Regions from separate parts of the Zea mays genome. Here all the other regions are linked to region 3. The links are chromatin contacts, called in public Hi-C maps. All regions are on one chromosome and are shown on one strand. The core of a region is the stretch at or near the end of the contact, and the rest is flanking DNA. Distances in the headings are between cores, read along the strand shown.

Region 1 (4,654 bases), core at 367-2,866, 520 kb after region 3:
TGCACGCCGCCTGCTAGATGACCTTGACGCCGCATGCCAGCGGATGGGACGGGACATATTAAATGCTGAGAGGGCACATCGCCCGTCAGCGCAGTGGAAGGCGGCGCGTCCTCTCCTCAATAAATGCAGGGGCTACACGGCTTTACGTCAGGCTCGGCCCGATGGCTTATGTCATGGGCCACAAGCAGCGGGCCTTCGCCTGCGCGGGGAGCGGAGAGCAAGGCTTGCACACGTGTCAGCATCGGACCCCTGCATACCCTAAGGTCCTTCTCGTTCCGGAACCCTGCCGGGGTTCGGACCTACCCGGGGGCTCCGGACCTGTATGTATATAGGGGCCCGGTGACCCTCAGTGGGGGTCCGGTCTTACTGAGGCATGGTGCCTATCCTCGCCACGTGGCGCCCTTTGGCCCGCCCATCCGGTGGAGTTAGGCGCGGTCCTCCGCGCGGCCAGGAGACGTCGCATGGGTGCGACGCCTTTATGCTGTAGGAGAGGGTACCCCTGATTTAGGGTACCGACATAGCCGAAAACACTTACTTGTTATCTGATAACATTAAAAATATCTTCTAACATTTTGTGATACAAAGTCATCGCTTATATTATTGAGATCAATCTCATCCAACAACTTTTTTTCGATATATAGAATCGACAAGCCATTTAACCTCTATTGAGTTATTGTTAACCATAAATAGTTCACAAAAATATTTCAATTTTAAAAAGCTTCTCTCTGCCGATGCAACCATCACGTGTATAGTAAAAATACTCTCTCTATATCAAAATAGAATTTGTTTTGCTTCTTTAGTGGATTCATCATTATATAGTTGAATATAAACATAAAAATCAAGAGCTAAAACAAATACTATTTTGAAACGGCGCATTATATATAATTGATGTAGTAGTGTAGTGGTATAGGAGAGTATGCGCGAGAGAGATGTTGCGAGTTCGAATCTCACCATTCACAAAACATGTAAATTTGAAATTCATTTAGTGCCTAAGTAATTGAGACATTAGTTTAACAATCTAAACGAAATTGGTCGATAGCGTATCGCTCTTTACATATTTGTGTTTAGAATAGATATGTTTAACAGGAAAAAGTGCTAGCGTCCAGTGACTAAGAAGGGACCCTCTATTTTTGGGGGCCCGGTGCGGCCGCACCCTCCGCACCCCTCCGGTATGACCCTGGGCGTGGTTGTGGAGGGCGCGTGCGGGAGTGTCACAGCGGGCGACGTGGAGAGGAGAAACCCGATGGAGACGTGCGGTTAGTTAGGTTTAGCATGAGAGGTGAGGCCATTCATAAGACTGCAGATTCGATTTCAAAGAAGTACAAGGTGTTTTAATATAGTACATAGATAGATAACATATTAGAAATAGAGAAGAGATAGAGATAGAGATAGAGATAAAGATTTATTAAACATTATATCAATCTTTTATTTGTTTAAAACGAATTTTATTTTAGTACAGATGTGTACTGTTTATGTAGCAGATTTTGAATAAAATAAAAGATTACGAATTTCAACCCATATGGGCCCGTTTAACGGCGGCACGACAAGCAAGCGGTCACGTGAGAGCTGATTTTTCTCGCAGCGGGTAGCGGTAGCCCTGTCCCTGACCTGATCCTGACCCGTGCGGGCGTGCGGCTCCTCGCGGACAGCTCCAGACTCCAGAGCCGCCTCTTCGCCCTCTCGCCATCGGCAGGCTACGGTGGCTGCTTCCCCGAGCCTGCAGGTGCTGGCTACTATCTCCGATGTTCCCTTCCACCTCCTCTGGCTTCTACCTCAGCCGTCCCCCTTCCTCTTCCTCGTAGCTCTTCGCGTTCCTGTGGATCTGACATTTTCCTCGTGAATCCACGGCTCAGATCGGGTGGTAGATCTGGTTGGCCTAGTCGCTGTCGGATGCAGTTGCCGAGCTAGGTCGCGGCTGCGCGGCGGCGGTCGGGGTCTTGCGTCGCCAGATCTGGATAGGAAAACGCCGCGCACAAGCTGAGCTAAATTCTGTTCGATTCGAGTTCTTATAGGGGTTCTTGTGGCTGCGTGTTTTGAATTTTTTCCCACTGGTTCTGGGGTGCCGAGAAAGGGAATCGTGGCTGACTCTTGTTGCCGTCGTCGAGCCAGATCTGGTCATGCTGCTACCGTGGATGTCTTATTGCTTGATCTCCTTTGTTTTTTAATTCCTTCGGTTCAAGAATAGCATCATTACCATGAGCATACATACCAGAGAAACGGAGACAGATTCGGAAATTTTCATTTATTGCTAGCTTGTAGTTTTGGGGTCCTATAATATTTTTCTTGGTTCTCTTAATTAATTGAGCTAGTAAATCAACAAATCTGCCACTACAGCCGTCACGGGCAAACATAAAAAAACTGAACAACACCAAATTGAGGCGCCTAGTCCACAAACCTGAACTGCTGAACTTAAATGTCTGGAAGCCACAGTTTCTGATTTCTGATGGTTTGTTTTTATGCTCATTTACTCTTTCTTTCTTCCAGGTAGACCACCTTGTGTTGATTCCTCGAGTCTTCACCTGGTGCTTCCGTTTGCAGCTTCATTTTTAACTAAGGTACTTAGATCACATATTCACATCACTGCCAAGTATTATGGTATATAGGCTCCTCTGTCATATGTGGGTCTAGGCTAGGAAGTTTCCTGTTTGAAAATCTAACCTACTGGGGAGATGTCCAACAATCCCAAGAAACCCCACATTCTATGAAACGCTATGTTTACTTGTTGATATAGGCTTCAAAAGCTAGCTTCTCCTTGAACTCGATCATTACTTGGTTGATGTTTTGCATTGGTAAACACTAAACACTTGAGGTGGGGTCACCGGATCATGTATGTTCTGGCATATCATCATTTATTATTTAGTCTCGTTTTGCATTTCATTAGTCAGTGGATGCTTCAGGAGTACGGTGTATAATTAAACCATCATTTTTAAATAATTTATGGTTTGGTGCATGTGAGTATTACCATTGTTGTTAAGGTGTTCTTAAAGCGTCGCTTAGGCGATAAGGCGTGCAGCAGCGGCAAGGCGTCGCTCTCGCCTTAGAACAGAGACTAAGGCATCCGCCTTGACCAGTACAGCGTCGTCATGGCGCCTTGAAGCTTGCTAAGGCGTCACTTTGGAGACGCCTTGAAGGTCTGCAGCGTTGCTGACTTGCCCGTTAGTCTCCTGGCGGATCTGCACCGGCAGTGGTGTTGGTCTCCTGGCGGCTCTGCACCGGCCCCTCCCCTCCGTGAGCTCTCCAGGCAAGATAGAGGGAGGAGGGAAGAGGAGAGGGGGCACATACCCATAGCAGATTTGGCTGCAGCGAGCTGAGTGCTGGCGGCGGCAGTGAGATGAGTGTTGGCGGCTAGGGAGGGAAGGAGAAAAGAGGCTGGAGGTGTGGCAGTTTGGGAGTGTGGGCTATGTGGCTGAAGGGTAACCTAATTTTGATGGGCTATGTGGGCTGTTGGGCTGCCTGAGCTAATTGGACTCCTATTTGCTACTATAATAGTATTATGAGACTATATTCCTATATAGCGAAAGGGCCTCTAGCCTAGTGGTTAAGGACTTCTGAGTAGCACCTCCAAGTCTTGGGTTCGATTCCCCTCGGGAGCGAATTTTCAGGCTTGGTTAAAAAATCCCCTCGTTGTGCCCATCCGCTCTCGGGTTACGATGTCCTGTGCGCCACCCTCCGGTTGGGCCGTTGCAGAGTGGACAGTTGACGCCGGCCCGTTAGTGATGGGGGGCCAGGGTTCGGGGATTTTCTCGGCTGGGACCATTGTTTCGGTCTCTTCTTAATATAATACCGGGAGGGCGGTCTTTCCCTCCCCGGCCGAGTTTTTTTTGACTATATTCCTATATATATATTCTATTTTTATTGTATTTTTTATATATTACTAAGGCGTCGCCTTGCCTTACGCCTTATCGCTTAAAAGGTAAAAAGGGGTCGGTCGCCTTACCTCGCCTTACCGCTTTAACAACTATGGTAATTACAATGGAATTTGCTATATACACTAGTTCTGCTTGTATTTCTGCTTTGTGTTCTACAGTTACATTTTGTCAACTTCATAATGTGTGCCATCACTGCAGTTCCTCATATGAAGGTTTTTGGAACCACCCAACTAATTTTGCTATAATAATATGAATAGCTTGGTAAAACTAAACATGAAGTATTGGGCAGCTACACTTTGTTTCAGGTTATTAATGTATAATAATTACAAGCTGAAGATGGATTCTTATCATGCTTTATTTTCTATCTTGCCTCGTTTGATCTTTGAGCTGCCAATTTCTGTTACCTTTTATTACAATAGTGTATCTTTTCTTGTCACATTGCTTAAGTGTGTATACCGGTTAAAAGGCAAAAGATTTTATTTTGCTTCCTTCCTGATTTTCATCGACTGATAAGCTCTAATGTTGTTAAGATGTGTTTATATTTGGATTAATTGTGAAGTTACTTTTCTTCCTATGACAAGTATTTATATTGCAGTCTGTAATTTATTGGCTGTTTATCTGAGTGACACTACACTCTCTGTTTTTTCTTATTAGATGTCACAAGCCAAGGAAGTGAGGTTAGTATCCCTGCATGGTAGACTTGTTATAATTCTCTTATTCTCTCACTCGGACCAAATTCTCATAATCTGGTGTGTTCTGGGTTTTGAAATATTGCTTTTAGGTAC
Region 2 (4,713 bases), core at 311-2,810, 540 kb before region 3:
AGCGAAAAAGCGCCGAAAAAACATACCTGAGAGCTGCGCCGGCGAGCGGCGCGCTGCGGGCGATAGGCACGGCCTGGAGGTCCCAATCAGCCTCCATGGTTGGGTGGTAGACCTTGCATCGGAGGTAGGTGGCGCACGCGGCTGTACCGACGGCCCAGACCTTACGGCTTCCGAACGGCCCCAGCAGCCGCGCCATCTCCGACACCACCGCCTTGCCCCCCTCTGACGCTGCTGCCGCCGGCCCGTCCACCAGCCACTTGAGATCGCCAAGATCAAGGACCACGGCGCCGTGGTCAGCGAGGATCCTCTGGACCATCGCGCCCAGGTCCCCGATCCTCGCCGCCATGGCGGCCTTGTCGCCGGCGAGCTTGGCGAGGTCCGCCTCGAGCGGCAAGACCTTCGCTCCGGCGAGAGCATGGGAGTCAGACGTCGGGATCCTGCGTACCGCCTCCCTCAGCACCGCATCTGGCCCGGCGTCGCCGACCAGCACCGGGTTGCGGCGCGCCGGCTTGAGCATGACGTCGAGCACCTTGCGTACGTCGTCCCTGCCGCCGCCAACGCCTGCGGCGGCAGCGAGGCGAGGGTTGATGTAGGCGTTGGTTGGGCCGACTCGCGGGAACGGAGAGGGGGACGGGGCCACAGGCGTAGTCGCGGCGACAGTCGGGGTGGACACGACGGCGGCGGCGGAGGGCGACGGGAGCGACTGCTCGATGGTGGTCTTGACGGCTGCGGACGAGAAGGAGGCCTCGCGCATGACGCGGCTGACTGACGGGTCATCGAGGATGGAGAGGACGAGCTGCTCGAGCTCGACCTTGACGGCGAGCAGCGGCTGCTGCGCGGCCTCGGGGCACCCCCGGCGCTGCTGCGCCTGCGCGCGCTTGAGCGCCGCAACGAGCGCGTTCGACACGGGCGGCCCCGACGCATGCGCCGCTGCCGAGGCCGCGGCCGCGGCCGGCAGCCTGTCGAGGGCGACGGAGAAGCAGAGCTCGAGGGCGCGGCACTGCAGCGGGTGAGCGCCGCCGGCGCCACCAGCGGCGCCAGGTCCAGCACCGGTGGCGGCCGCGCGAGCGCACGCCTGGCGCAGCAGACCGGCCGGCGCGGCGAGCAGCGCGGCGGCGACGTGGAGCGGCGTGGTCTGGCCGTGCCTCCTCCGCGCGGCCTCGTCGATGGCCCGCGCCAGCGCCGCCGCCGCCTCCGGCGTGAGCGTCTGCTGGATGGTGCTGAGATCCGCCCTCATCGCTGCCGCCCGCCGCTCATCAATCGATCGGAGAGCGCACCGAAAAGGAATCCCCTTTTGGCTGGGTGACCAGGTAGTAGTTGTTGCTCGGCGCCGCCCTGGAAGTCGGAGGACGTCGGCGCCTCCGAGGGTGGAAAAAGGAGAGGCTTGGAGGGGAGCGGAGGGGGTAGTATCGAGAGAGAGAGAGAGAGAGAGAGAGAGAAGGAGGGAGTCCGGTGAGAGCAGAGAAGGCGAGAACTGAAGTAGTAGTAGGCTAGTAGCAGAGGAGGGGCGAGAAAGGGAGGCGAATAGAATCTTCGTCTCCTACAACATCTTCCCGACGTCGCATTTTACCACGACACCATCTTGTTTTTACCCACGCGATCCATGGAAGGAGGCGAACAGATTTTTTTTTCCTTGTTTTTTTTCTGTTATTATAAATAAATTGTGTACTCATCCGGCGCGAATTAGTATTTGCATTAGCTCTTAGGCTAGCCGCAGTGAATGACTAGAACCGGAACGCTATGCGGATAGAGTTAACGTGAGTGCTGCAGCCGTGTACTGGGACCGGTACGCTAAGGCAAGCAAGCAAACCGGAAACCTTAAATGTAGAGTTGCAGCAACGTCTACTGCATACGTCTGCTCCGTGCACCAGGAGAGAGGCGGGGCCGGAGGCAGCAAAGGTTGTGGGACCCGAGGCGGGGCACCAGGAGAGAGAAATAATAGAATATATGGTATAGAGTAAACATGAGTGCGGAGGATTGTGATATAGAGTAAAGAATTTTGCTGACCAGGACAGAATATTCTTTTTAGGGTAGAAATTTAGAGTAGTATGAGTGCGGATAGCCTTAGAGCCTATAGTTAGGAACTCTTTGGAAGGGTTTCACTTTAAAAAGTTTAGGTATACTTTAGTTTTTTCTATCTAAATAGGTCTAAAGTTCTAGCTTTTAAAAAATAAACTAGAGACCATCTTCAAAAAAATTACGAAGCTCCTCAAAGGAAGTTTCAAAAACACTATATTCAGAGGCGAATTTAGAGGGTTGTCGGATCAGCCGACCCCGAATCTTTACTACTAATTAAGTATGTACTGTAGGCGTCCACTGGTGCACATTCTGCCGGCTCCCGCCTCGCCCGCGGATCCCCACCCTCCTCCCCAACGCCCGTGAATCCCTCACCCTCCTCCCCACCGCCGCCGCTCGACCACGGTTTCGTCGCACTCCTTCCTTCGAGCGCTCCTCGCATCCCGCTCGCCCGCCGCGCTCGATTCCTCCTTCCTTCGATGGCGCTCCTCGCATCCCGCCCGCCCACCGCGCTCGGCCGGCTCACCAACCTCCGCGCGCTTTCGCTCTGCTCCAACCGCGTCCTCGGGACCATCCCCAACAACGTGCTCCAGCTGCCGGGCCTCAAGGCGTTGTTCCTGCAGCACAACCTGCTGTCCGGCCCCATCCCGCCGGGAATCCAGAGGCTCGGCGGCCTCGAGCGCCTGGTCCTCTCCTACTTGTCGGGTCCCATCCCCTTCACGCTCAACAGCCTCACCGCGCTACGCGTGCTCAGGCTCGACGGCAACCGCCTCTCCGGGAGCATTCCCAGCATCAGCATCGCGGGTCTCGGCTCCTTCGATGTCTCCGACAACAACCTCAACGGCCCCATCCCCAAATCGCTCTCGCACTTCCCACGGGAATCCTTCGTCGGGAACCTCCAGCTCTGCGGGGACCCGCTTCCGCCCTGCAGCAGCCCGTTCTTTCCCCCAGCGCCGTCGCCCGGCGGGCCCGGCCCCGCGCCGGGCTCATCCAAGAAGCAGAAGCTCTCCGGGGCCGCAATCGCGGGTATCGTCGTGGGTGCCGTAGTGGTGGGGCTCCTCCTCCTCATCGCCACCGTGCTCTGCGTGGTGTCCAAACGTCGTGGCGCCGACGCCCGCGACATCCGCGGCGGCCAGGGGGCAGCCCCCGCCGGCGTCCGGCGTGGGCAGCGTCTTGACGTCCTCGTCCAAGGAGGACCTCGGAGGAGACGCATTCGGGTCGGCCGCGGCAGTCGCAGCGGCGGCCGCCGCCGCCGCGGGGGAGCAGAGCCGACTGGTGTTCGTTGGGAAGGGCGCCGGGTACAGCTTCAACCTGGAGGACCTGCTGCGCCCGTCGGCGGAGGTGCTGGGCAAAGGCAGCGTGGGGACGTCGTACAAGGCAGTGCTGGAGGAAGGCACGACGGTGGTGGTGAAGCGACTCAAGGACGTGGCGGTGCAGCGGCGCGAGTTCGACGCGCACATGGAGGCGCTCGGCAGGGTGGAGCACCAGAACGTGCTCCCCATCCGCGCCTACTACTTCTCCAAGGACGAGAAGCTCCTCGTCTACGACTACCTCCCCAACGGCAGCCTCTCTGCCATGCTCCACGGTCAGTGTCCAACCTCTTTTCATCCTCGCGCTTACTGGAGATCTTGTCTGTGTGTTACTGTGGACCGGAATCAGGGATTGAAAATCTTACTATATGTGCAGTATTGATTTCTGGTGGAGGCATTGCTCATGGCATAATATTTGACATCATGCAAGAAAGATGCAAATACAAAATACGAGATGCTACAACTATATCCTACCGCCTTTGAAATATTTTGTGGCCTCGAAAACATTCCCCATGATCTAACTGTGGGTCTATAAACATCTTCATCTTCTTCTGTCTCAATAACAGTTGAAGGGGGTTCTATCCCAGCCTTGTCAGCTTCATTTGGTATAGTAGTCGATTGAGATGCTTCCCCTAACTCCCCGTTGTCTACCGGTTGGATTTCAGTTCGGCGAGGAGACTTGTCGAATTTGCTCGGGTCTCCAAATATTATGTCCACCTCAGGAAAATTGTCATCTCGTAAAGGCTCAAAAGCTGGAGCTAGCCCAGGTGGTAGACCTTTAGAACATTTTTTCTCAAAGAAGTCGAGACCCAAAAAATCAGCCTCATCAAACTCGTACCCTCCTCTCTTGCCAAATGAGACTTCTTCACTTGTGGCATCCAAATGGTCAGCTTTTTATTAGTGAAAATTGTATTTATTTAGTTCATCTGCAGTTATGTTTTCTGACATCATGCATAATATTTGAGGAAACGCCAGTCTATCCTGATGGGCGGGTTTGTATCTCTATTCTTCATCCACCCGGTGAAGATCCAAACGGTTATGAGCTCGCAAGTGAGCGATGGACACCTGTGCACACAGTATGGCTTCGTATACTTTGTTTACATACCTTTTTCCCCATTTTTATCTTCTGTTCTCCATTATGAAGCCATTATTATATTACCAAATTTACTGGGATGTATCATCCAAACAACATTCAGAAGTTCACTGGTAGATCTGTAATGGTGAAGTTGCAGGGGTTGCCTCCCCATTTATTCTGATGATTATCTTGTTCTAATGATTATCGTAATCACCTCTTATTCTGATGATTATTTTGTGTTTGATTGCCTAGTAAATTCTCAAGTCGTCTGTGCAGTTTTTGTTTTGTTTACAAGAATGTCCCTTGATCTCA
Region 3 (4,527 bases), core at 351-2,850:
CAGTTGAACCCGAATCACATTATTTCTGATCCGGGACTTCGTATTCCAATCGATTCTTTTGCTCCTAATATTAGAGATGATTATAGCTAAAGGTCCGACTCAACCAATTGGTCATAATTTTCCTCAGTCACATGACAAAAGGAGCTTTCAAAAACATTGGTTCAGACAACATAGTTGGTTGGAATATAGTGTGGAGAAGAATAAGGCTTATTGCTTCTATTGTTACCTTTTAAGCATGATCGAATGGATGATAAATTTTGCCATGATGCATTTACAAAAGTTGGCTTCTCACAATAGAGAAATGTTTATACGGCATTTCCAAAACATGTTGGTGGGTCTAATAGCATACACAATACTGCAGCAACAGCATTCCATGATTTTTGTAACCAAAGGTCAAGTGTTAGTCATAAGGTTTCAAATTATAGTAAAGATGCATTGGTCAAATATGAGACACGGTTGGAAACTTCATTAAGTATTGTTAATCTCTTGCATTGCAAGCTGAATCATTCCGGGGACATGGTGAGACTAGTACTTCCTTAAACAAAGGGATTTTTTTAGAATTTATTGATTGGTACAAACAAAGGAATAGGTGAGAAGAGCTTTTGATGAGTTGTGTCCCAACTCCCAAAAATGCCAAGATGACTTCGGGGACGATTCAAAAAGAACTTGCAAATTGTTGTGCAGAAGAAATCACACGTGCAATTAAAGAAGAAATGGGGGATTGTTTATTCTCTATTCTTGTTGATGAATCCTGTGATATATCGGTTAAAGAACAAATGGCTATTGTTGTGAGATTTGTCAATAAAAAGGGTGAAGTAATAGAAAGATTTTTGGGCATCAAGAATGTGAAGGACACAACATCAAAATCATTGAAGAAAGCATTAGTTGAGATGTTATGTGATCATGTGTCATAAATTTTTATTCGTCGTTGGGTTAGCAACACCTAGATTTTCTGGCGTCCTCCGCCACTGAACATAGTTATTCATTATAGACATACAGCCTACGCAACTTAAGATTAAATAAACAATCATAAAATATCAACAGAAACAAGTTGATTCACAAAAAACCGCAGGTGCCCTAGCTCTGGAAGTGCCACAATATCCCAATTGGATCAACAATCAGTAAAGATGACAGAGCCAGACGAAACAAGAGGAACTTATCCTGTAAAATTACACCATCCGAGGGAAGGTAACCACCACCGCCTCAATCATCATGCCAAAACCTAGGCACAGAGATTTGACTACGAGAAAACACCACCAACGCCAACAGCGTGGAGCGCCCCAGTTCCACCAGCACAGTCGATTCACCTGCCTCCGCGACACTAGATCGAAAGTAGACACGCAGGCTAGACAACAAGGACCAAGCGGCCAGGCGCCGTCGAGAGGTCGTCATCGCAGAGAAAGAGAGTGGGGCCGGCAAGGAAGACTTGCCTGATCCAAGCGGTGTCGGACGGAGACTAAAAGGGTCGAGGCAGAGCTGCCGCGCGGCGGGGACGATCCCGCAAGGCGGCTCGGCCAAGGACTAGGGTTCGAAGGTCGACCTCGTGTGTGCGTCCCGCCGGCTGATGGCGTCGGCAGGATGTATTGGGGTGGGAGTTGGAGGGATCAGGGATGAGAAGGGGAATTTCTGACAGAACTATGGAAGGCTGCGGCCGTGGCCGCGGCGGTTTGGATTAGGATTGCTGACGAGGAGAGAGGGTCCGTTGTCTGGCTTCCTTTAGACTGTCTTCAACCGTTCCCCTAAATTTCTCCCTCTATATCCCACTCACGTGCCACGTCAGCGTTCTCTTTCCCCTTATATTTCCACCCTATACAGCGGTTCCCCCTAAATCCTTCCTCTATACCACACTATAATCATAAAATATCATTTTTCATACCTATTCACCATCTATTATTATTTTTTTCCAACTAAAAAACACTGTCGCACACGTAAACCAAGGGCAGGGGGGTCAGAGCCGCACCCCCACACTTGCTGTATTCCTGTAGCGTACACTATAACTGTAGCGTGTAGAGGGGGCATCGTTGTAGGGATTTCAACCCCCTAAACGGCTAAGGGGTAGGGGAGGGGGAGCTCGGCGGGAAACGTTGAAAGCAGTCTTAGACTGTCTTCAACGGTGAACGCCTCCCTCCCCCCTCTCATTCTGTAGCGGCAACAGGATCCCCCTATACACTGCATCGGTTCCCCCTTCAATGCCCTCAATACCACAGCAGGCTTCTCTCTCCCTCTCCGTCAAGCGTGACGCTAAATCGTCCTCCCACCTCGCTGTTGTCGCCGAGTGCACTGCCATGGACGTCATCGTCCCGCTCCATAGGTTGCCGCGCCACCGAGCAGAGAACCAGTAGTTGAGTTAGCTGTAGCGCAATGTATATTTTAGTAGCATGGTGGGATTTAGAGAGATGGTATAGAGGAAACCATTGCAGAAGGTGAATATATAGGAGGAGAGAGGGTGATGATGTGGCATGGAAATAGGATATAGGGGGAAAATTTAGGGGAAACCGCTGAAGACAGTCTTAACAAGTCACCTTCTCAAATCCTTCTTTCTATTCATATTTAAAAATATTTCTCCTCCAATACTCTTGCACATATTTCACCTCCTCTCCAACAATTTCTCTTATTCAACTATCATTTACTCTTGGTGAGTTAGTTGACTTTTTCACAGCATTTTTTAGAGTTTTAGAAATACCACAATATTTATAGTACCATAATACATATTGTTATGATGTAATTAAACTTAAAATCTATTTAGGAGACACAGGCTACCTCGCCCACGCAAAAGGTGTGCTAGGGGCCTAGGGGGCACTGTTGGAGTCCACCAGTCACTATTCATACATGACTACGCGGGGGAGTGAGCGTGGAAAGGCGCTGATGGAGAGCGTCTCATGCGTCAAGATCGTGTCTTCGTTTGGACTCTTTTGGTTTCAAGCCTCAAAATTAAGGGGGTGTATGCCTAAAGTTAGTCCATGTCACATCAGATATTTCAATACCAATTACTAGTATTAAATATAGATTAATTATAAAACTATACACAGATAAAGCGATAAAGGGCGTGACGAGTCCCCACGCACTGGATACCCAAAGTAGGCCTATTACTTGTGGTGACCCATCTGGGTAAGAAGCCACGGGAGTAGGAACGACCAACTCCTGTCGAGTAACTCTACGAGGCGGACAAGACCGATCAACTCCCACCGAGTAACTCTACGAGGTGGACAAGACCGACCAACTCCCACCGAGTAACTCTCCGACGCAAACAAGACCGACCAACCCCCGCCGAGTAACTATGCAAGGCGGACAAGACCGACCAACTCCCGCCGAGTAACTCTGTGAGGCAGACAAGACCGACTAATTCCTGTCGAGCAACTAGGCGAGGCGGAGATGTGAAGACCCATGTGTCACACCCGGATTTCTAGGGGTCCAAAACTCGGGCGCGAAAAATCTCCAGGTGTGCTGGGACCAAGTCTCACACATATGATGAATAGTGGTACAGAAACGAATGTCACATCCTTACTATATAATAGGGGTTCTGTACAAAATAAATAAATAATTGCATCATATGAAGACACGATTCAACAACCCAAAGTTGACTGGGAGACGACGACCTAGACCACTCACGAACTCATCACAGCATCCTCCATGCGCCTCATCCTGCGGTACCTGTTCTTGACCTGTGAGGGGGTGTGAGACAGCAAGAGTGAGTTCACATACGTTCATCGCTCAACAGGTTGTGGGGAATAATGTGCATGAACTCGCCAAAGGTGGGAGCTCACGTGAAGTGTAAGGCTTACCAAAGAGGATGGTTAGAGCTGAGCATTGCTTTTAAAGTTGGTCAAAATTTTATTAGCAATTACTAAGTATAAGTAAATACCAACACAATTAAGTAGTAGAACAAAAGTGATAACAACACCTGCCATGCAATGCATATGACAAATTGAATTTAGTTCCATAAATTAATCATGTGAGGGTCCGAGATACTCATGACCGTGAGCACGACTGATATACCAGTTTTACACTCTGCAGAGGTTGCACATCTTTACCCACAAGTCGTGTTACCCATTTGCCACGGGGTTGATCGGACCCCATACACCTCTTCCAAGGAAGCGAGGCAGGGTACCACTACGAGGCCTTTACAAAGTTCCACTAGCTTCAGGAAACCCGCTACAGTTCTAGGAAACTCCAATGCAGGGACCACTCGCATGACCGCCATCGCAGCAAAATCAACCCAAGGGCCCCCCTACACTAACCACTCCCCTACTGCCCTTGCCCCTTTCGGGTAAGGTAGTCCTCCACTAGCTTTCCTAATTAGTCAGCCAAGGGTGTCCCATACCAGCCTTGTGGTAGCACTGTTTTCCCAGGTGGTCGCTCCATGTTCCAATTAACATAATGATCTTAACATGAAAAGTAAATAACAACTGCTAATAAAAGTATAATCATGAATAATGTGTATCTCTATACCCAAAACCACATAAAGCAATAGCAGGTACTACCCAAAAATTCAGTGGTGAACAAGGTATAAAGATAGCCAAAATGGGG

The links. Hi-C and Micro-C count contacts between places; a contact is called where the count stands out from the background.
Region 1: a contact with region 3 is called in a Hi-C map of ear, with 3 times the contacts expected there. The contact joins the promoter of LOC100282309 here to the promoter of LOC100193327 in region 3. A contact is called at or near these places in 3 of 25 Hi-C or Micro-C datasets (ear, endosperm and leaf).
Region 2: a Hi-C map of leaf shows a contact between it and region 3, with 6 times the contacts expected there. The contact joins the promoter of LOC103653403 here to the promoter of LOC100193327 in region 3. A contact is called at or near these places in 3 of 25 Hi-C or Micro-C datasets (leaf and tassel).

Annotation. Positions count from the first base shown.
Region 1 is chr4:76,026,260-76,030,913 of Zm-B73-REFERENCE-NAM-5.0, forward strand. It overlaps LOC100282309, which reads left to right and starts at 1,617. Exons shown (of 8, transcript NM_001155221.2): 1 at 1,617-1,723; 2 at 2,485-2,555; 3 at 4,524-4,546; 4 at 4,651-4,654. The coding sequence starts at 4,524.
Region 2 is chr4:74,966,094-74,970,806 of Zm-B73-REFERENCE-NAM-5.0, forward strand. LOC103653403 (Protein SUPPRESSOR OF MAX2 1) reads right to left here and starts at 1,561. Exons shown (of 3, transcript XM_008680320.4): 1 at 27-1,561. The coding sequence starts at 1,237. It also overlaps the pseudogene LOC103655348.
Region 3 is chr4:75,504,134-75,508,660 of Zm-B73-REFERENCE-NAM-5.0, forward strand. It overlaps LOC100193327, which reads right to left and starts at 1,601. Exons shown (of 8, transcript NM_001138464.1): 1 at 1,431-1,601.